Regions from separate parts of the Pan troglodytes genome. Here region 2 is linked to region 1. A link is a contact called in public HiChIP or PLAC-seq data. All regions are on one chromosome and are shown on one strand. Each heading gives the region's core, a stretch centred on a gene start, on an enhancer-like site or on the middle of the called end of the contact. The rest is flanking DNA. Distances are from core to core; before and after follow the strand shown.

Evidence for each region. HiChIP or PLAC-seq counts read pairs in DNA pulled down with a chosen protein or histone mark.
Region 2: a contact with region 1 is called in an H3K4me3 HiChIP or PLAC-seq map of stem cell-derived excitatory neurons, with 2.8 times the contacts expected there. The contact joins the promoter of STARD6 here to the promoter of MBD2 in region 1. A contact is called at or near these places in 1 of 7 Hi-C or Micro-C datasets (stem cell-derived neural progenitor cells) and 1 of 1 datasets of contacts at active chromatin or transcription factors (stem cell-derived excitatory neurons).

Annotation. Positions count from the first base shown.
Region 1 is chr17:64,283,754-64,289,433 of NHGRI_mPanTro3-v2.0_pri, reverse strand. MBD2 (methyl-CpG binding domain protein 2) reads left to right here and starts at 2,074. Exons shown (of 7, transcript XM_016933740.4): 1 at 2,074-2,729. The coding sequence starts at 2,188. It overlaps LOC112206298 (small nucleolar RNA SNORA30/SNORA37 family), which reads left to right and starts at 4,345; the gene lies at 4,345-4,473.
Region 2 is chr17:64,417,884-64,423,563 of NHGRI_mPanTro3-v2.0_pri, reverse strand. It overlaps STARD6 (StAR related lipid transfer domain containing 6), which reads left to right and starts at 2,577. Exons shown (of 8, transcript XM_523930.6): 1 at 2,577-2,721; 2 at 4,049-4,132. It overlaps C18H18orf54 (chromosome 18 C18orf54 homolog), which reads right to left and starts at 2,071. Exons shown (of 8, transcript NM_001279819.1): 1 at 1,650-2,071; 2 at 1-10.

The DNA of each region.
Region 1 (5,680 bases), core at 825-3,324:
CTGTTCCCATCTGTTGTCTCAACTACCTGTCTCAATTACCGTTTCTACTGAGATTTTTGCTCATGTTTACCCTTTACTTTCCATTATGTGTGAAAATCAGAGTACTCTCTTATGTCATACAAACTTTAATATCATTTTTTTCCTTTATTCCTTCAGTGGAACCTTAAGTATTGGCATTCCTCAAGATTCAGTTCTTGATCCTCTTTCCTTTTATTATTAACCACGCAAGCCCTTCCTTGGAGAGCTTACTTACTTGCAGGGCCTCCTTCAACTGTCACTTTCACAAATGACTTTTTTTTTTGAGACGGAGTCTCGCTCGGTTGCCAGGCTGGAGTGCAGTGGCGCGATCTTGATTCACTGCAATCTCCGCCTCCCGTGTTCAAGCGATTCTCTTGCCTCAGCCTCCCGAGTAGCTGGGATTACAGGCGCACGCCAGCACGCCCAGCTAATTTTTGTATTTTAATAGAGACGGGGTTTGACCCTGTTGGCCAGAATGGTCTCTATCTCTAGACCTCGTGATCCGCCGGCCTCGGCCTCCCAAAGTGCTGGGATTACAGAAGTGAGCCACCGCGCCCGGCCACAAATGACTTCTTTTTTTTTTTTTTTTTTTGAGACAGAGTCTCGCTCTGTCGGCCAGGCTGGAGTGCAGTGGCGTGATCCAGTTCACTGCAAGCTCCGCCTCCCGGGTTCACGCCATTCTCCTGCCTCAGCCTCCGGAGCAGCTGGGACTACGGGCGCCCGCCACCACGCCCAGCCAATTTTCTGCATTTTTAGTAGAGACGGGGTTTCATCGTGTTAGCCAGGCTGGTCTTGAACTCCTGACCTCAGGTGATCTGCCCGCCTCTGCCTCCCAAAGTGTTGGGATTACAGGCGTGAGCCACCGCGCCCGGCCCACAGATGACTTCTAAATGAATGTCTCCAGTACTGATCTCCTCAGAACTCATTTCTTGATGATTTTTTAGATTCACATTTCTAAATTTCTTGTAGGAAACCACAAATTAGTGTCTTTCAACTAAAGGACATTAAAAGAAGACTAAGGTCAGGTTTAGAGACAGACAAGTTTGCGTGTATGAGTTAATGTTTGCATATACTGCAAAGATAAACCAAATTAATTTTAGATTTTTGTTGCTTTATATTAATCAACTTTTTCTATACGTTAAACTTGGTCCTCAGTTTTTAGGGCATATGAGTATAGAAACCCAAGATAGCTTATCATCAGGCTGATAACATGTGCTTTACATTTTTCAATCTTCCAAATATTTCATAATATATTATCTTGAATATCAATAGCACACTTCTATAAATGTTCAACAACTTATAGAAAATATGCATTTCTAAAATTCAAGTTGGCAGACCGAAAAGAATACCACACAGTTTCCTAAAGGCTTGTGACAGTAAGTTAGGCTGGACTTTCAACATAATGGAATATTTACCAAATAAAAGGCCACTGATTTTTGTATTAGACAAAGACATCTGGAAATTTCTAGATGGATTTAGGGATTCTGGTCATTCTAAGGAGAATCTAGAGGTAAGCCCCATCTGACTCATGGGCATATTCCAAGTTATCATTTCTTTTCCTACATCCTTACAAGGTTCCAGGAGAATCTGTCAATGGCTCTGAAGCCAGGCTCAGAAGGGAACTGGTATTCAGCGAATGGGACACTTTGCTTCATTCCTTCATTATAAGCTCCCCTGCAAGCTTTGTGCAGAGGGGCGGGAAAAGGGGCTATCACCCCCTTAAATGAATAGCCGAGTTGGTGAGTATGTAATGTAAGATCTATTTTGCTTGTTATTCATTAATTGGGAAGCAAACATAGGTAAAATCACATAATGGTGGAGGTTACCCCGTTTGAAACAAACTAACCACAGTCACTATGACACCCCCAGCTGGTGGCTAGCCCGACCAACCTTCCCAGCTCCGCGCGCCCAGTGGGGGCCCGGGCCGGAAAAGCGCGGGAGGGGGCGTGGCCCCGAGAAGGCGGAGACAAGATGGCCGCCCAGAGCGCTTGGAGGACCTAAGAGGCGGTGGCCGGGGCCACGCCCCGGGCAGGAGGGCCGCTCTGTGCGCGCCCGCTCTATGATGCTTGCGCGCGTCCCCCGCGCGCCGCGCTGCGGGCGGGGCGGGTCTCCGGGATTCCAAGGGCTCGGTTACGGAAGAAGCGCAGCGCCGGCTGGGGAGGGGGCTGGATGCGCGCGCACCCGGGGGGAGGCCGCTGCTGCCCGGAGCAGGAGGAGGGGGAGAGCGCGGCGGGCGGCAGCGGCGCTGGCGGCGACTCCGCCATAGAGCAGGGGGGCCAGGGCAGCGCGCTCGCCCCGTCCCCGGTGAGCGGCGTGCGCAGGGAAGGCGCTCGGGGCGGCGGCCGTGGCCGGGGGCGGTGGAAGCAGGCGGGCCGGGGCGGCGGCGTCTGTGGCCGTGGCCGGGGCCGGGGCCGTGGCCGGGGACGGGGACGGGGCCGGGGCCGGGGCCGCGGCCGTCCCCCGAGTGGCGGCAGCGGCCTTGGCGGCGACGGCGGCGGCTGCGGCGGCGGCGGCAGCGGTGGCGGCGGCGCCCCCCGGCGGGAGCCGGTCCCTTTCCCGTCGGGGAGCGCGGGGCCGGGGCCCAGGGGACCCCGGGCCACGGAGAGCGGGAAGAGGATGGACTGCCCGGCCCTCCCCCCCGGATGGAAGAAGGAGGAAGTGATCCGAAAATCTGGGCTAAGTGCTGGCAAGAGCGATGTCTACTACTTCAGGTACCTCCCTGGGGGCGGGGAGGGGGATGGCGGGGTCAGGCCGGGGTCAGGGGTCAAGAGCGGGCCTGGTCAGGGGATGCCAGGATGAGCGCTGGGGCCCGGGGGGCATGTGGCAGGGACAGGCTGGTTTGGTGGTGGAAGGTGGCGGAACCCCTGGGTGAGAGTTGACCCCAGTGCGGTGGGAGGCAGTGTCAAAAGGTGAGGGCCCGCAGGAGGGCATCTTATGTGGAAGGCGTCGGGGAAGATGGTCTGCGAAGAAAGGGTTAGCCTGGCAGGGATGGTTAGTCCACTGAAGGGTTAAAAGGAGGTGTAATTCATCGAAACTATAAAACCCAGTCACTGTTGGCTCCTGTCCCAGCCTGTCCCAGATTCATCATCACAAGTGTTAAGCATGCACATGTGGAAGAATGAGCTATCTACAGTAACAAGGTTTCATTTACTTCATCCAAGAAAGTTTTGTATAAAGCAACTATTTGGAATGCCTGAAGTTTTTTTGGAACTTCTTGGTATTGCAGAATATACTCTTTTGAAACTGACACACTGTACTAAGTTTTTAGACTCCTAGACCAAAATTTGCTCCCCAGGGAACATTTGTCAATGTCTGGAGACATTTTCGGTTCTCACACCTGGGGAGGGTGTGATACTGGCATCTAGTGGGTAGAGGCCAGAGATGCTGCTACATATTCGATAATACAAAGGAAAGCTCCCACAACAAAGAATGATCTGGCCCAAAATGTCACCTGTGCTGAGGTTGAGACATCCTGTTTTAAAATGATTCAAGGTTTTTCACCTTAGTGTGATCTTGCAATCCCGTGGTCATGCTGCTGATGTCTTCAGTTTGTGTGACCCAGTAAGCTCAAGAAAGTGCCTATGGCAATTGACATCCCTGGACTTAATACACATTTACTAAATTTTGTAATAAGCCATGCTATTGATAGAAGATAATATAAACTTGTATTCAGTAGTTTGGAGGTACGTGTTTGTGGACTGACTGAAGCATTTTTCAGGGAATGTATATGGGTATTGGAGACAATTGTCATTTAGCTATTGTAATAATGTTATAAAGGATTTCCTGTCCTCTTCAAGTAGTTCTGGGAAAATGTGTCTGTACACATACCATGCTTATGAACTAAAAATACTTTTAACTAGATTGAAAAGGTTAAAGAAATGTACATACACATATATACATACATATGCACACACAAGAATGTGATCACTGCTGGTGCAGCATGTAAATACGAACACATTCCTGATGGTTGCTATATATGGATGAGTAGTTGTAGTAAGTTCACTTCACCTCAACTAAAAAATAAAAGTGATGTTTCGTAGAACTTAGTCTTCCACTTGATCTGGACCCTCATCTTGAAACCTCATATGATAAAATGGAGAACTTATTTTAAACATGAGAAGGTAGTAATCACCTGTGGTCCCAGTTACGGGGCTGGGGCGAGAGAATCTCTTGAGTCCAGGAGTTCGAGGCTGCAGTGACCTATGATTGTGCCTGGGCAATAGAGTGAAACCCCATCTCTTTAAAGAAAAAAAAGAAAAAGTGTGATAGTCTTGGTTTGTATTTCCTCATCATTAAATATTTGATTTAATGGTAAGAAAGTTATTGTGAGCACTTTCACAGGTCCTCCCTCAGGCTGTGGGGCCAGGATTTGGTAGCTGGTGCTGAGAGAAAACCTTTGTTGGCATCCTTGCCCTGGGACTGTGCCAGTGGCAGCTGTCATTCAATGGGACAATTTCTTCTGATTAAAAAAAAAAAGGTTATTGTGGTTAAAAAAAGATTAGTCTTCTCAAGTTCATTAGTTTCATTTAGTGCCGTTCACAATTGTTCGTTTTCTAGTATTTCATTAACAGAGCATTCTGTTTTCTTTCTAAGCAGGCAGTCTGCATAACCTTCTGTGAACTATGTGCTGATGTCTTGTAGGCAATTATATTTGACAAGATTATTCTGTATCTGTGATTGAACTCCTTGAGGAATAGATGACTAGGCTATTCTCAGTAGAACATCTTAAACTTTGAATTTTACTCTCTGTGGCAGTTCTCCTGGGATATGGTTTGTTTGGTTTTGGGATGATGTTTTTGTTCAGACTAACTTTGGGTATTGCAAAGCTTTTTGTTTGTTGGTTTTCCTTGTAGTTGGAAAAGTTATTTCAAGAAGTCAGATTGTTGTAGTGCTCATTTGGATTTGTGGCCACTTAACATTTTCTTGGATGTTGTGTAAATTTTCTGATGTTAAATTTATTTTATTTTTTTTGAGATGGAGTCTCGCTCTGTCGCCCAGGCTGGAGTGCAGTGGTGCGATCTCGGCTGACTGCATCCTCCGCCTCTGGGGTTCAAGTGATTCTTCAGCCTCCCAAGTAGCTGGGACTACAGGTGCCTGCCACCATGCGCGGCTAATTTTTGTATTTTTAGTAGAGATGGGGTTTCACCATATTGGCAAGGCTGGTGTTGAACTCCTGACCTTGTGATCCACCTGCCTCGGCCAGTGCTGGGATTACAGGTGTGAGCCACCAGGCCTGGCCATTAAATTTTTAAATACAAACTTAATAATTTTTTTTTTTTTTGAGACGGAGTCTTGCTCTGTTGCCCAGGCTGGAGTGCAGTGGTGTGTTCTCGGCTCACTACAAGCCCTGCCTCCTGGGTTCACGCCATTCTCCTGCCTCAGCCTCCCGAGTAGCTGGGACTACAGGTGCCCACCACCACGCCCAGCTAATTTTTTGTATCTTTTAGTAGAGACGGGGTTTTACCGTGTTAGCCAGGATGGTCTCAGTCTCCTGACCTCGTGATCCACCCGCCTTGGCCTCCCAAAGTGCTGGGATTACAGGTGTGAGCCATCGCGCCCGGCCCCGATATGATCAATTTAAAACAAACTTTCTAAACAAATTCATCTTAAGGCAAGTCGTAAGCCACTATAGTGGTAATTGCTCTCTAAAACGAAAGTCTTT
Region 2 (5,680 bases), core at 1,328-3,827, 130 kb before region 1:
TTAAAAACAACTGTAATACAAAAACGAAATGTTAAGGTGCCAATTAAAAGTGACCATATACAAACAAAATATGTAAACCTCTTGTAATTTTCTTTAAATAATAAAATCCATTATCTATAACAGACACTCCTTGTTAGGAATTGTAGATTTTTGTTATCTTTATTATTGTGAATTCCTTCATCAATGATTTAGAAAACATTTTTTGAGTACTTACTATGTGCCTGGAAGTATGTATACAAAAATTATCTGAGAATATACATGGAAAATACCAAGGAAAGAGTACTCACTTCTTAAAAAGTCCTAAAAACTACTTATGAACCGTCTTTTCTCTTATGGTGATATATTCTATGACATCACAATACCTAATATTCCCCTATACATCATATTTTTCAAATCATAAGCCTACTACCATGTGCTGCAGATAATAGCGCTCAATAAATTTTTTAAAGCCATCAAATGAAGTATTCAAAACAAGAAGGAACAATGGAGAATATTCACTTTCAATGTTATAAATGCTAGTACATTTACAACATTTAACTGTAAATAAACTGCAGGTCTTATTCTGGAATTAGTTAGCAATATACACTTTTCCTAAAATAGTTAATCATTTCCTGACCTTCGTTTTTGGTACCACCCTCCCTATTTTCAATTCTTATGTTAAATGGATTCAGCTCACCTCTTTTAAAGGAAGCTTAAATAATATGAAAATCAACTCAATGTGTTCTTCTTACTGTTTTTCCATTATTAAAATTGAGAGAGTCCCTGTCCACCTCAGTACAGTAACAGGATGTATATTCGAAAACCTAAGAAATCACAGAACGAACCGGCACTAATTCAGTCCATGATGACATTCTTTTTAAAATTAAATGAATGGATTTTCTATACTAAAAAAGTATTAATGTTGAGGACTTAACATATGCTATGATGTTATAATGTTTAATTTTTGGCTATAATTTTAGAAATATTTGTTATAACAACTTTTAATGTAATCTTAGTAACTATTAAATTTGGCTTTAAAACATCGAAAGTTTTCTAATTAAATAAGAGACAAAGTAAAACATCATCCTACCACAGCGTTAGAGCATGCAATGGCCATTACAAGAGATCTGACCGTGGTCAGTGCAAATGGCAGAACATAAGGTAACAGTTGTTTCGTCTCATTGATTTATCTGAATTCTGTAATACTGGCATATCTCTGACGAACGGCTAAACTAAGCCAGCTTTACCTTTTTCGTATCCCTTTTATTTAAAGAAGTTTAAACTCACTCAAGTAAATTTGTTTGGATAAGCCTGACCAAATGTTTTCTGTCTTTGAATGCCGAACAGGCTACTGATTTTATTTTACAAAACCTTGAAAGAGAAAGCTGTTGTATTGGTCTCCGTAAGTGGGTGATAACATTTACTAGTTATTTCAACTCACAGGACAGACAAAAAGAAAATGCACAATTTAAGTTCTATTATGAAAAGTTTTCCAACTTTTCCCCAAAAGAGTATACAAAAGTAGAATCTTTCAATAAACCCCTATGTACTCATCATCCTGCTTCCAACAATTGTAGCTAAAGTGGGTATGGACCCACCCACTTCTCCCCACTTCAGCCACAGGATTATTTTGAACCCCACATATCTCATGCAAATCCCATGTATCTTACCATTTCCTCCGTACAGGCTTCAGTTCGAATCTCCAAAAGAAAATCCATCACGCGGAAGAACAGAATGTTAAACTTATTGACAAGAAATTTTAACTAACTTTGATTCAAAAACAGAACGTTCAGTGTTAAATAGCCAATGGGAATATCGCACAGGAAATTAACAACAACTCTTGGAAACAGCTCTGTGACTGCTAAGTTAGGAAAGGGAACGTTTGTTTACTCGGCAGCAGAAAACCAGGAACCCATCGACCGGCCAGCGAAGGTCGCCCGTCTCCAGCAGTGCGCATCGTTCCCCTACCCCGGGCGCCCTGAATTCCAATTTTTCCAGTCCCAATCAGGCGACACCCTCCCTTTGGTGTTCCACCGCCCGTCAGTCACAGACACAGACAAGTTCTTCAATGAGATGCTATTCACTCCGAAACCATTTATTCAGCAGCCAGGGCGAGCGCAGCAATGGACTGAAGGAGAAGTGTTCGGAAGCGACAGCCCCAAAGCGCAAGCCCCTTCCTGTCGCCGCCTCAGGTCCCCAGACGCCCGTGTCAGCCCCCTCCGCCGCGTCCCGCGACCCTCCCTCGCCCAGGGGGCACTCCCCCTACAGTATTCTTCCTTCCACAGAGACTCCACAAGCGCCCTCCCTCAGGAGACGTCTCCTCCTCTTTCCTCGCCACTCTCCTTTCGCCTTTTCTCGGCTGTCACAACCCTCGAAAAGACACCCTCCTTTCCGGCCTAACTCACCCCTAAGGCCCCAAAATAAAAATAAAGGAAAACAAAAACAAAAACCGCACACTTCCACAGCTCTCCGCCGAAAGCTCAGGCCTGTTACCCAACGCGAGACACCACAAAGCATCCCCAACCCGGACACCGCTCCGCCTCAGGCTCGGCTCACTCGCAGCTTCCTCCGCAGTCACAGCGGAGCTCGACGCCCGCGCTCTCTTTCAAACCGCCCCAACATGGCGCCGGCCTGCGGTGCGCATGCGCGGCAGTGGGGCGCCGGGCGCGAGCGAAAATGAGGGAGCGGCCGACGAAGAGGAGAGGATGCTGTTGAGCGTTAGGTCGCGACCCCTGCTGGAAGGTGCTGTTTCTCCCTCCTTTCTGGGGCATCCAAGTCGCTGCCCCCCACGCCCTTCCAACCTCCGTCACAGCTATTCTCGGCCAGTTTGCGCGGGGACTGGCTGATCTCCCTTCGGCCGGCCCCGGGGTCTGCGGGAGGGGACTGGGTGGGGAGGGAGACTTAAGGGCGCTGGCAGCTGTCGTTCCGGTCGCTGAGAGTCGGCCCCACAGCTCCAGTTTTTCCAAGTGAGTTCAGCCTTCTCGCTTCCAGAGCATCCCCCGCCAAAAATAAGACATCGTCTCAGCTAGTAGGCAGTCCCCCCACCACTTCTTTCACTCCCTCTTCAGTGCCTTTCCTCTCACACCCCGGAGCCTCTCACACACAAAGCAGATGGGAGATTGGAGACCCGAGTTTAGCCAGGGATGGGATTTAACAAACTCCTAGGAAGCCTTGATTCCCAGGGAAGAATGGCAGTGACCCCGCACGGATTGGGGACCCAGTCAGGCAGCCCAGAAAGAGGGACATTGTACAAACAGATGTAAAGACTCACTACCATGTGTGAACCTGTCTGCAAGTCTGGAAAGAATCCAGTTTCAACCAATTGGTGTATCCAAAAAAGAGGCCATCCCAATGTTGATTTATGTTTATTTTCCACTGACCCTATGAGTGAAGATATCCTTGACCATGAGTCCATCTGAATATGTTCCAGTTCATCCGACGTTCCACCACCAGGCAATACAATTGTAGTCTTACTGTTTGCACTTTCTCCATTTTACCCTTTGTAGCCTACTAAATTTTACCTTCCCTTTTCTCTTAGCAAATGAAAAAGTCCGGAAGCTATAACGTTCAGTTTAGTGGTTAAATTAAACACAGGTCTATTGTGGCAGTAATAGTTGGTGATTTGAAAATAAGACATACCCTGCTAGTGGTATGTCCCAATAATCTTCAAAGTCTCTAGATCAATTAATATCAAGTAGGTTTCCAATAGGAAATCAAGAACGGTGTTTTATATGCTAAGACGAGCCCTGGTCAGGGATTAACAATCCTTGTTAATTGTTAATGACGTGAGCTTAAAAGCTTAAATTTTTGTATCCACGTTCCACCTAAATGTCTTTTTAAACTGAGTTCCTTTAAAATAGTTTCTTAAAGATTCTTTTTATAAACAGTATCTTTTAAAGTTTTTTTGTACTATCTTTTTCTTTCATCTTGGGGCATATATGTAGCAAATGTTTCCTAATGAAGACAAAGTATAGATAAAGGACACTGAGAAGATATAAAGAAAATTATCAAATATATTGACCTAATTCATGGATCAAAATAATTCTACTTCTGCCTTGTTTCCTCACAGGTTAAGAGATATGGAGATTTCCACAAGGATTTGGAGAGGAGCCTCAGCAGTTACTAAAATTCTGCATTAGATCTGTCAGGAAAGGTAAAGAAACCAGGACTCTGCTTGGAAAGAGGAGGTTATAATAATGGTTTACTAAAACTTTTCAAATATAGAGACTATCAACTACCTGTTGTGCCTTGCTGGAGAATTAAATAAGAGAAAATAGATTTATGATCCAACCTGAAGAGTTTTAAGTGAGAGCTAAGGAAGAAATGTTCCAATAATTAAACTTTAAGAAGGTTTATTTAAGTGCTTAAGGAAGCAGATCTTTGGAGAGTTTTTTAAATGATGGATTTACATGTGTCCATTTTTTTTAAAGAGAAACTAACTATTTTGATAACCTTGTATAGGGCTCCATACTGTTTCAAGCATTTTTACATATATTAACTCAACTAATCCTTATAATGATTCGGTGAGATAGATATTATTATCCCCATTCTATAGATATGGAAGTTGAAGTTCAAAGGTTAAGCAATTTATCCAAAATAATATAGCTGGTACTAAGTGACAAAGTCAGGATTTGAATCCAGTTCTGTTTTCACCTTACCTGCCAGCTTCCCCTAACTGAAAGCTGGATGATGACCCAAAGGACCAGTGAGACTGCAGCTTCCGGAACTCATTCACAGCAGAAATAGTTATGTCTAGTATCTTACTCAACTGTTGTTGCTACATCTACCACAGTGCCTGTCTCAGTCCTTTTGGGCTGCCATAAGAAATTACCAAAGACTGAATGACTTGTAAATAATAAATTTATTTCTCAGAGTTCTGGATCCTGGAAGTCTGAGATCTGGGTGCCAGCATGGTTAGGTTCTGGTGAGGGCCCTCTTCTGGTTGCAGACTGCTAACTTCTGGCAGTGTCCTCACATGGCAGAAGGGGCCAGTGAGCTCCCTGGGGTCTCTTTTGTGAGGGCACTAATCCCATTCATAAGGGCTTTGCCCTCATGACCTAATCATCTCCTAATATCACCCTGGGAGTTAGGATTTCAACATATGAATTTTAGGGAGACATAAACATTCAGTCCATTGCAGTTTCTAACTTCAAGCAGGGTTCAATGTGTTTAAATTGAGTTGATTTAAACTTGATCCTGTCTGAGGAGGTGACATTTAAGCAAAGATACCTATGAAACAGTCAGTTATATGAACACATTGCAGAAGACAGTGACAAGCAGGAGGAACAGCAAGTACAAAGAACCTGAAGTCAGAAATTGCTTTATTGTATTTGAGGAACAGCCAGGAGATCAAATGATTGAAGCTAAGTGGACAAGAAGAAGACTGGTAGGAGGTATATTTGAAGAGGAAGCCAGGGGTCAGATCATGTAGTGCCACTGCTACTCACTTTAAATAATCCTCAAGAACACATAACCAACAGCTCATAATGCTTAACAAGACAAAGGACGCATGATTAAACTGTTAGAAATTAAAATTATTTATTGAATGACTATCGTATGCCAGGCACTGGATAGAACCTTAAGCATATCATCTTATCTAATCCTCACGCTAATTCTACAAGACAGATATTATCCTAATTTTACCTTGAGAGAAATGGAAAAACAGAAATATTAAGTAACATGCTTCACACAGTAGGTGGCA